Regions from separate parts of the Rattus norvegicus genome. Here region 2 is linked to region 1. A link is a contact called in public Hi-C data. All regions are on one chromosome and are shown on one strand. Each heading gives the region's core, a stretch centred on a gene start, on an enhancer-like site or on the middle of the called end of the contact. The rest is flanking DNA. Distances are from core to core; before and after follow the strand shown. Region 1 overlaps Tsc22d4 (TSC22 domain family, member 4). Region 2 holds the start of Mospd3 (motile sperm domain containing 3).

What was found. Hi-C and Micro-C count contacts between places; a contact is called where the count stands out from the background.
Region 2: a Hi-C map of liver shows a contact between it and region 1, with 5 times the contacts expected there. The contact joins the promoter of Mospd3 here to the enhancer-like site in region 1. A contact is called at or near these places in 2 of 12 Hi-C or Micro-C datasets (liver and mammary epithelial cells).

Annotation. Positions count from the first base shown.
Region 1 is chr12:24,575,349-24,580,608 of GRCr8, reverse strand. It overlaps Tsc22d4 (TSC22 domain family, member 4), which reads left to right. Exons shown (of 5, transcript NM_001044284.3): 4 at 3,578-3,626; 5 at 3,965-4,661. The coding sequence ends at 4,174. LOC134481171 (a long non-coding RNA gene) reads right to left here. Exons shown (of 2, transcript XR_010056498.1): 2 at 4,278-4,829. Among named protein-coding and RNA genes, the nearest start is that of Spacdr, 4.4 kb to the right of the region's middle. Within about 2 kb of position 2,383, at least 30 of the 93 cell types and tissues checked have an H3K27ac peak or open chromatin away from gene starts, as enhancers often do. A contact at or near this core is called in liver, where this site is marked.
Region 2 is chr12:24,729,478-24,734,737 of GRCr8, reverse strand. It overlaps Mospd3 (motile sperm domain containing 3), which reads right to left and starts at 2,249. Exons shown (of 5, transcript NM_001025629.1): 1 at 1,921-2,249; 2 at 1,620-1,695; 3 at 1,223-1,452. The coding sequence starts at 2,125.

The sequences.
Region 1 (5,260 bases), core at 1,134-3,633:
TGACTTGGGTTTTGGGGATCAAATTCAGGTCCTCACACTTGTAGCACAAATATTTTACCTGCTGAGATATCTCCCAAGTTCCTGCTAACTTAATTTTTTTCATTTATTTGTGTATGTATATGTGTATAGATATGTATATATGTATATATGTATAGTATATATATATGTATGTGTATATATATATATATATATATATATATATATATGCGCGCGCATGTGTGCCACTTTGCAGAGGTAGAGGTCAAAGGGCAAAGAGCAGGCTGTGAGAGCTTTTCTGCTTCTATCATGTAGGTCCTGGTGATCCAATTATAACTGGTGATCCAATTATGCTCTGTGGAGAGCCGCCTTTCTTAACCCACTGAGCCATCTGGATGACCCCTCCACACACTTACCTCATGGAACTGTAAAAGCAATCCCATGATTCCTCACTTTCCAGATGAGACTCAAAACAATGAGACTCAAAAGGGGTGAGGTGTGTGTGTTAAGAACGTGTCCAAGGTCACTCAACCTTGTCTGTGAACCCCGGGCTCAATCTCCTGGCACTCTCTCCCCGTTGGTGTGTGCACCTCCCGAGAGAATGAGAGGTGGTTATGGTCCTAGGGTGTCCTTTTGCTAAGACAGAGGCAGGGACAGCTCAGTAACTGGGATGAGCAGCCAGCCTCTCCCCTTCCCTAGCCCAGCCCCTGCCCTGCGTACCCCCAAGACACTACAGAATCTGATCTGGGAGAGAGCATAGACAGGATTGTTCCATGCCACTTCTGTGGCCTCAGGCTCAGCCTCTGAGGGCTCCTAGAGCATATGTGGGCAGCTAAGCTGGCCTTCATGTCCAGCCCTTCACAGACAACTCGTGTCTTCTGTTCTCAGCCTTCAGAGATGCCCTCCTGGACGGGAAAGTCTGTCCCTCAGGGCTGCTGTGTCCACTTAGGTTGTGCACTGAACCAACGCTGGGCTGACATTGCAGTCTTAGCCTGACCTGACTTGGAAGCCCTGGTGGTTTGCAGGCTGATGGGGAAACATGTCTCAGGCGAGGGGAGATCTCGTCCTCATGCCTGTAGACTTTCTTAGAGGCTCTCGGCACCTGCCCTTCCTGCCCCCAGCCTTACTCAAGAATCCCAGTGTAGCACATACCAGCCCCTCGAGCAGGGCTAATCAAAGGTGAGGCCTGGCTTGCCAGAGTCCTCCTCCCTTCAAGTGTTAAGGCTCGAATGGCATAGGGGAAGTGCTTTGAAAAACTCCTGAGCTAGACAAACACAAGATAGCCATCAGCCAGCCAACAAATGTTGCCTGTTGTATTATTCCTTTATTTCTGGCAAGAGTAGAGGATTTAACTTGGCATGTCTGCCGGAGTGTCCGCCAAGCGGGGCTGACACCTCTATTCTGGTACGTCTGCCCATCCTTGGCTGCTCTATGCACTGGAAAGGGGGTATTGGATTTTGCCTACTCCCCTCCCAGGTACTGTGGATTGGAGTATCTTGAAAACAAATTTTATACTGCCTGGTTGCACCTTTTCTGTTCTGCCCCTCCGTTCCTCGCTCCCCTCCCCCCCCTGTGTGTGTGTGTGTGTGTGTGTGTGTGTGTGTGTGTGTGTGTGTGTGTGTGCTGACACATGTGGGTCCAGGGATAATTTGGCAGGCTTGTGGAGGTCAGAGGACAATTTGGGGAAATCCTTCCACACTGTAGGTTCTTGGAATGGAACTCAGGTTGTCGAGTTTAGTGGCAAGAGTCTACCCACTGAGCCCTCTTGCCCTCTCCCCTCTAACCTCTCTGCTCCCCACCTCCATTCTTAAGCATCTCCCGTGTTCCCTGGCTTTGGAGGCCCGCCCCCCCGCCCCGTGTCCTTACTCACTGATATCCTGCTCTTTCTAGCCCGTTCACCTCCTTGGTGGCTCTACCTGTCAGCACCTCCTGCATCCAGATCTTGGCCAGGGAATGGAAAATTCCCAGCTCCCTTTCTGATGGCCGGGCCTCATGCAAGGGTCACCTTGGACTGAGTATAGATTCCCCCTGTAGGAAAGCAGGTTGAAGTTGACAGCCAGTGGGGAGGGATTACAAAAGTGACAGCAGTGTATGAATGGAGCCAAGTGGCACCCTGACTGGGGGGGGGGGGGCGGTGGTGAGGGGAGGGACGACACAGGGCTGGAGACCCTGGTGTCCTTGGGGAAAGCAGAAAGGAAGCTTAGGTAACCGAAACAAAAGCCTGCCTCCTCTGGTCCGGCAGCCAAAGGGAAGACATTGCAGCCTGGGGCAGGCAAGGAGACCCTAGAAAGTCCTGAGTGAGCAGAGGGGCTTGAGTAAGAAGCAGATTCTCTAACCTGGTGCCAGTCAGGAGCCTGAGCCCTGGGGCATTTGAGCCAGGCGTGAGTTGCCCTCTGGTGGCCACTGCTCAAAACTGCAGCCAGGCCTGCCCCTTAACTGGGTCATTACCTGACTACTGATTTAAAGTCTCTGCGTCTCTGTCCAGTGTCCCATGTTCAGCCGTACCTTTTTTTTTTCTTCCTTTTCTTAAGCTCTGACTCACTGCAAGACCTCCATACCCAGGTCTCAGGTCCCGTATGTGGCTGCCTTTGATTTATAGGGTTCCTAATATGGTGGTGGGGTTCTGTTGCTATGGTAACCTTTCCTAATTCTCTCCTTCATTGAAGTGGGGGACCCTCTGTCCCACGTTTTAAGAGCCACCTAAGATACATATATTTCTACCCTGCCCCCTTTGTCTGTCCCCTTTCTCAAAGTTGAGGGAGACCATGGTTAATCCAGACAGGGCAGAAAGGGAGGCATAGGTTGGGGACATGCGTCCTAGGGTCTCACCTTCAAGCCCCTCCCCATGCCAGCCTTCTTGCTTCACAGCCCCTCCCCCAACCCTTACCAGCTGACTTCACCTCCCCTTCCCCTCCAGTCTGGGAGTGGTGCCAGGGTGAGAAGGGGACACTGGCACAGACCATGTGTGTCTGGGAATTCCCGCCCACTGTGGAGCCAAGGGAGGGGGTCCCCGTGTCCCCGAGGAGCCAATGGCAGCTGTGCCTTGCCCTGAGGGGGAGGGCAGGGTGTATATCTCTCAGAGCAGCAGTCTGTAGGTCCGGTCTCCTCTCTGCCTGCTTGGCATCCATTGCAGAACTCTACTGTGCCCAGGGGGGCTCTGGGCCCCCCAGGCATTCTGCCTGTCACAGCCTTTTGGTTGGGAGTGGATACTGATGACCCTTACCTCAGGAATGTCCCAGCCAGGGGTCTCTGTGAAGTCCTTGGTATCATCTTATGAGACTCGAGTGGTAGGGATGGCACAAGGGACACCCCGAAAAAGGGGCTGCGTGTCTTCCCCATGCTCCCCACGGGGGTCATCCCCAATCCGAGGGCCGTCGGGACCTCCTTCCCACCAGGGCCTGGGGGGGCCTGGGCACCGACCTTCATCCCGCTGTGGGGTGGACAAAAGCCTCCTACCTCTCATCGTCTACTGCCACAGGTACTTGGGTGGGGTGGGCATAGGCTGGGCTTTTAGAGCAGGGAGCACCAGAAGACTGTAGCAGAGTTGACTTGGGGTTCCTCCTCAACTTGTATCCCCACCCCCACCCCCATGTCTCTCCAGTGGTTCCGGAAGCCTGGTTGGCATTGACAACAAGATTGAACAAGCCATGGTAAGAGAAGATGCTTGGCCCCAGGAGGCCCCTTAGTGTCCCTAGCACCTCTCCCCTCCCATTACTTGGGAATGAAAATTTTCCAGTTAGTTACAGACACCCCCCCTCTCTGCTTCTACTTTTCTACCTTTGGCTTCCCTCAACCTCTGCTCATCCCTGTCTGTGAGCCCTGTCCCTCATCCTTTGCCTGCTGCCCCGTTTCTCCTTTAACCTCCATCCCCCCTCCTTTGAGCAAAGGGAGATGGGTATCATAACCACTTCCTTGAGGTGCCTGGGTTGGGAGAGGCAGTTGGAGGTGGCCTGAGGGGCCTGAAGGTTTGTTTGTCCCTGGGGTCCAGGACTTGGTGAAGTCCCACCTCATGTTTGCCGTGCGAGAGGAGGTGGAGGTGCTGAAGGAGCAGATCCGGGACCTGGCAGAGCGGAATGCTGCACTGGAGCAGGAAAATGGATTGCTGCGTGCCCTGGCCAGCCCGGAGCAGCTGGCCCAGCTGCCATCCTCGGGGCTCCCAAGGCTCGGGCCCTCTGCACCCAATGGGCCTTCCATCTGAGCCTTCTTTCCCTCACAATGTGCCTTTGGGGGCTGCCACTGGCCGCCGGGCCTTGTGCCAGCAGCCTGCCCCCTCTTCCTATGTAGCTTTAATGCCCACGCCCGACCCCAATGCCCAGGGATGGGAGTTGAGGCTAAATATTGGCCTGTCCCTTCCCACCTGGTCTCCCCAGAAGCCTCAGGCCTTGCCGGAAGAGAAAGAACCCAGGAGGGGATGTTTATCTGAAGCCCCTCATCCATGAAAGAACCCAGCCCCACCTCCTTCCCTGGGAATCAGTGTTCTGGGGAGCCCCTCAGCAGCAGATGGCTCAGAAAGATTTGGAGGTTCCCTGGCAGGCCCCCTCACCATCCCACCTTGTTCTCTTCAAGTGCCCCCTCTCCTCTGCCCAGGGAGGGGGTATGGACAGTATCTTCAACTTCTTGGATTCAGGTTGTTATTAAAATAATAATTATAATTAAAAAAAAATCTGAAGAAACTTGAATATGGAGGTTGGTGTGCTGTTGCCGTGTCCAGCTATATAGTTACCCTGTCCCCAACACACACTCTCATCACGCTCATGTGGGTACACACACAGCGAATCCCAGTCACCCTGGAGAAGATACCAGAAAATGGCTTGGTAATGGTCTTGGTCCCTGGAAAGGCCTGGCAGGGTGACCTAAGGAAAGAGGTAGGGGGCGGTGTCTACCCATGTGCTGGTGGTTGGCGGTGTGAGGAGGGGAGATAACAATGGAGTCTTTGGTGAGTGTGAGGATCCACCCCCAGCTTCCCAGTGTGTCCCCTCTTGTGGACTGGATCTGGGCGGCTGCTTGGAGGCAGGGCAGGGAACCCTGAATGGGCCCCTTGTCTTAAGGCTGGGTGTGGGCCAGGCTCTTTGGGCACATGGTGCCCTCGCCAGGCCTGGCAGGCTGCCTTGGCTTCTACCCCACCCCTTGCTGGATGAGGACTAGGCCCAGTGGGTGAGCAGGCTCCTCCCTGACAGCCTGGGCTTCTCTCCCAGACAGACAGAACCAGCCAAGAAGGGCCCCATCTAGTGGGGGGGAAGGCATCAGCAGTTAGAACTTTGAGGGAGAATGTCTTGTCTCTGGG
Region 2 (5,260 bases), core at 1,000-3,499, 150 kb before region 1:
CATCTACACACACACACACACACACACACACACACACACACACACACACGCACACACACAGACACACACACACACACACAGACAGACAGACACACACACACACAGACACACACACAGAGACACAGATATACACAGACAAACACAGACACACACAGAGACACACACAGACACACACACAGAGACACAGATATACACAGACAAACACAGACACACACAGAGACACACACACACAGAGAGAGACACAGACAAACACAGACACACACACAGACACACATACACAAACACACAGACAGACACACACACAAACACACACACACAGAGACACAGATATACACAGACAAACACAGACACACACACAGAGACACACACACACAGAGAGACACAGACAAACACAGACACACACACAGACACACATACACAAACACACAGACAGACACACACACAAACACACACACACAGAGACACAGATATACACAGACAAACACAGACACACACAGAGACACACACACACACACAGAGACACAGACAAACACAGACACACACACACAAACACACAGACAGACAGACACACACACACACAAACACACACACAGACACACACACAGACACACACACAGACACAGATATACACAGACAAACACAGACACACACACAGACACACAAACACAGACACACACAAACACACACACACACACACACACACACAATTTGTATCTACAGTAATGCTACTGCTTCTTCTCTCCCTACAGAATTCAGGGGTCCCCACTGCAGGACTGGGGTTCTTGCTTGGCAGTACAGTGCTTGCTTGGTAGGCCTTAGGTAAAAGGCCAACGCTTAGCCCTGCAGAAAAACAAGACCTTTGGAGAGATGACTCAGTGAAGGGCTGACACGCATGGAGACCTGAGTTCAGATCTCTAGAACATACTTAAAACCTGGCATGGAGGCGTGTGCCTATAATCCCTGTCTTTGGGCGGTGAAGACAGGTGGACTTTGCGCCGGGCATCCAGCCTAGCCCCCCCAAAAAATGTATATTAGGTTCAGTGAGAGAGCCTGTCTCAAAAGATAATGGTGAGGAAAGGCTGAGGGAAATCAGCCTCTAGCCTCTACAAACATGAACACACATGCACAAGTACTCCCATGCATATATACTCATATGCATATATACTCACACAATACACATATACAACACCCCAGAGACACACAAAGAATCTGTTCAACTCACTCTCCTGAAGATGTCTGGCTGGAGTTGGTCCTGTCCACGAAGGAGGCCCTGGGTTGGGGGTTGGCTCAGAATGTCCCTGAAGCTCCAGGGGGTACGCTGGGGCCCGGAGAACAGAGGTGACATCTTTTCTTCCAACCACTCGTCCCTCGGCCCCCTCCTCAGATAGCTCAATGCGGAATCGGTCCTGGACATCATAGTGGCTGGGGATGGGGGCCACGTGCCGTATCACACTGACCCATTGGGAGGAAGGAAGTGAGAGGCAACCAACCAAGTGCATCCAGATCTCCTCCCCAGAAACTTTTGCCAGAGTGACTGCAGTCAGCAGATGAAAAGATTCTCAGGCCAAAGGCAACAGGTAGTCGTGATGCCTGGCAGCTTCCCCAACCTCCCCACTCACATGTCAATGCAGGACTGAGGCTTCACATATCCTTCTGCATCGAATACCGTATATTTGGCAGGTGCTGTACACAGAACTGTCGGATAAAGATACACGAAGAGATCTTAGGCAAGTTTCACTCATAGTGCTTCACCCGGGACTTCTGTCAGCCACCCCAGACCAGAGATGGCCATGATTTTTTTTTTCAGACCCAAAGCTGGGCATCTTGCTTCTTACTTGACTAATCCCTCCAGCCCACACAATCTTCCTATATCCTGCTACCAACCCCCAGAGCCCTAGCTTTAAGCGCCCATCTCTTCACCTCGGAAGCGAAGTGCAGTTCCCGTGGGGTTGTAAAGGGTCAGCAGCTGCCGGGGTCCACTTCTTTGGTCCGCCCTGAATACTAGATCCGGGGGAAAGACCAACACCGGGACAACGGGTCCCGAGGAAGGAGGGGAGCCCCGGGACCCCCGCCCAGGGGCCCCCGGACCCACCAGCTCCTGGTCCTGGGGCGCCCCACGGCGCATGCAGGCTCTGGGCGGTCGGACATCCGAGGGCAGAGCTCAGGAGGACAAGAGGGTCTTAGAGTTTAGGGCTATTGGCGCGAGGGACGAAAAAAGGGCAGGGTGAGATCATGAGCAGAACGAGGCCTGATGTCACCGCTGCCTTGGAACCCCGCTAGATGTGGATCCTGCAGCCCCAGGCCCGGGTTCCCAAACCTTTCCCCTGCCAGCTGGGCCCCAGGTTCCTATAGGTCCCGCCCCCAAACCGCACCGCAGTGGTCACGCCCACATGGCTAACTCTGTCCCGCCTAGTCGCTTCCCAATCCGGGACTTCTGGTATGGGGCGCTGTAAACCCGCCCTGTTTCTGACCACGCCTTTTCCGGGTTAGCGGCTCCGGTCTCCGGGCGTACTCCGCTCTCTTAAGAGTTCCTTTTCTCCAGGTCACCGAATTGTCCCCGACCCCTTTCCTTAAGATCGGCTTGTGACCTGCCAGGGGTTTCTGCTGTGAATGGCCGCTTGTACTATGATAATCACCTTGCGATCAAAGTTTTCCTCCAGTGAACTTGTGCCCAGAATAAGGACGCCATATTCTCAAGAGTTCCTTCATCCACTTCCGCCGTACGATCTCTCTCATCGGTGAATGCTTTCTCTCTTCCGCCCCAATGTTCGCTGATTGGTATTCTTCAAAGACCAAACGCGCTTCTCTCGGCACCACTGATTGGCTTGATTTTAGGTAAGAATTTTACGTGTCCTGGGTTCCTTCTCTGAGATTAAGTGGGAGAGGCGGGGCTGGATTAGTAGTTAGCAATTTGTTTGTTCGTTCGTTTGTTAGTTTATATGTTTATTTTGAGCTCATCTGTTACTAGGGTTTTTTGTTTTTTGTTTTTATTCATTTCGCTTTTCTTTCCTTCTTGTTTGGGGCTGAGAAACGTAAGATTAAGTCAGTAATCAATAAGTAGAATTGGATGAAGCAGAAATAACCGGCTTCGGTTACACTTTTTTTTTTTTTTTTTTTTTTAAAGAGGGGAGGTACTGAAGGGTTAGCTTGGTGGCTGAAAAGACCCAGGTTTGCTTCCAGCATTGACCTAGTGGTTCATTACCATCAATAACTCGTTTCAGAAAATCGAACGCCCTCACTTGACCTCTACCAGTACGTGGGTCATATACATGCAGAGAAAACACTCGATACTAAAGATGTGCTTACAAGGCTCGGCCCCTATAGGTACTTAGTAGTTGCTGGGAAGGGAGAGACATTTTCTTCCTTGGGATAACCATTATTAAATTGCCTATGCTCCTGGAAGCAACTTCAATAAAACACTGGTTCATCCAAAACCCGAAACAAGAACCACTAAGAGAGCTTGGGGAACCAGTTGGGAAGGGAAAGGGAATGGGGGACAAGAGAAATGGTGGTGGTGAATGTGATCAAAATACATTTATACACATTTTATATAAAAATTGTATTAGATCATTTTATTTCTATAAAACGCATAATTATCTGTAATTAATATGATGATTAGGAAAAAAGAAAAAGAAACAGCAAAGAGAAAAAGAAAACAACCAAAAGTAGCCAGGCACAGTTCTGTAGTCCCAATACTAAAGGCAGGTGCGGGTGGATTGCCACAGGTTTGAAACTCACCTGTTCAGTTACACAGAGGGAGTTCTAGGTCAGCCAAGGCTACATAGTGAAGTCTTGTCTCGAAAACCACAAGCATGGGGGTGGGGGGATGTGTGTGATATGGTGGCACACACCTCAAATCCAAGCACTCTGGAGGCAGAGGCTGGTGGATCTGCTCTACAAAGAGAGTTCCACGTCAGCCAGTGCTACACAGAGAGACCCTGTTTCGGAAAACCAAAAATAACAAACAATAAATGTAAAAAAAATTAAATGAGTTGGTTTTATGGCAAAGACTGAAACGGAAAACTGATTTATCATGCTTTTTCTTGATTTTGTTTATTTATTTTGTTTATTTTTCAAGACTGGCCCTGGCTGTAGACCAGGCTGGCCTGGAACTCAGAGATCCACCTGCCTCTGCCTTTTGAGTATTGGGATTAAAGAAATTCTCTCTCTCTCTCTCTCTCTCTCTCTCTCTCTCTCCCTCCCTCCCCCTCCCCCTCCCTCCCCCTCCCTCCCCCTCCCTCCCCCTCCCTCTTCCTCTTTCTTCCCCTCCCTCCCCCTCCCTCTTCCTCTTTCTTCCCCTCCCTCCCCCTTCCTCTCTCTCCCCCCTCCCTCCCTCTCCCTCCCCTCTCCCTCCCTCTCCCTCTCCCTCTTAGATTTATTTATTTATTTATATGTATATAAGCGCTCTAATGGCATGCCAGAAGAGGGCATCAGATCCTAGTATGGATGGTTGTGAACCACCATGTGGTTGCTAGAAAACGAATTCAGAATCTCTGGAAGAGCAGACAGTGCTCTTAACCACCAAGCTACCTCTCAGCCCATGAGCCATCACCCCCCACTTTGCTTTCTTTATAGCATGTTTCTTGACACTTGATATTATATTTTCTTAATCTCTCCTCTCCAAAACCAGGGATGTTTGTGTTCTTTTGTATCTTCAGTACTTGAAAGATAATCTGGGACTGGAGAGATGGCTCAGAAGTTAAGAGCATTGATTGCTCTTCAGAGGTCCTGAGTTCAATTCCCAACAACCACATCTGTAGCGGTATCTCATTCCCTCATCTGGTGTGTCTGAAGGCAACACACACACACACACACACACACGCACACACACACACACACACACACCTCTTAAAAATTACAATATTAAAAAAAAGATGGTGATTTTGATGATAACACCCAAGGACGTCTAAACACATATGCACACACACACACACACACACACACACACACACACAGACGAGAGATGGGGGAGAAGAAGAAAAAGGAAGAAGAAGAAGATGGAGAAGGAGAAAAAGAAAAATGCACAAAGAGAACTGGTGTAGTGGCACTCACCTGCCATCTGAATACTAAGGATTGCAAGTTCAAGGCCAGCCTGGGCCTGGGCCACATAGTAAGTTGAAAGCCATGCTGGGCAAGATAGTGAGGCCCAGTTTAAAACAAGAAAAAAAAAAGATGAAGAAGAGGAAAAGAAAGAGGGGGAAAAGGAGGAGAAAAAGAAAAGGAAGAAGAAAAGGAAGAGGAGGAGGAGGGGAGGAGAAGA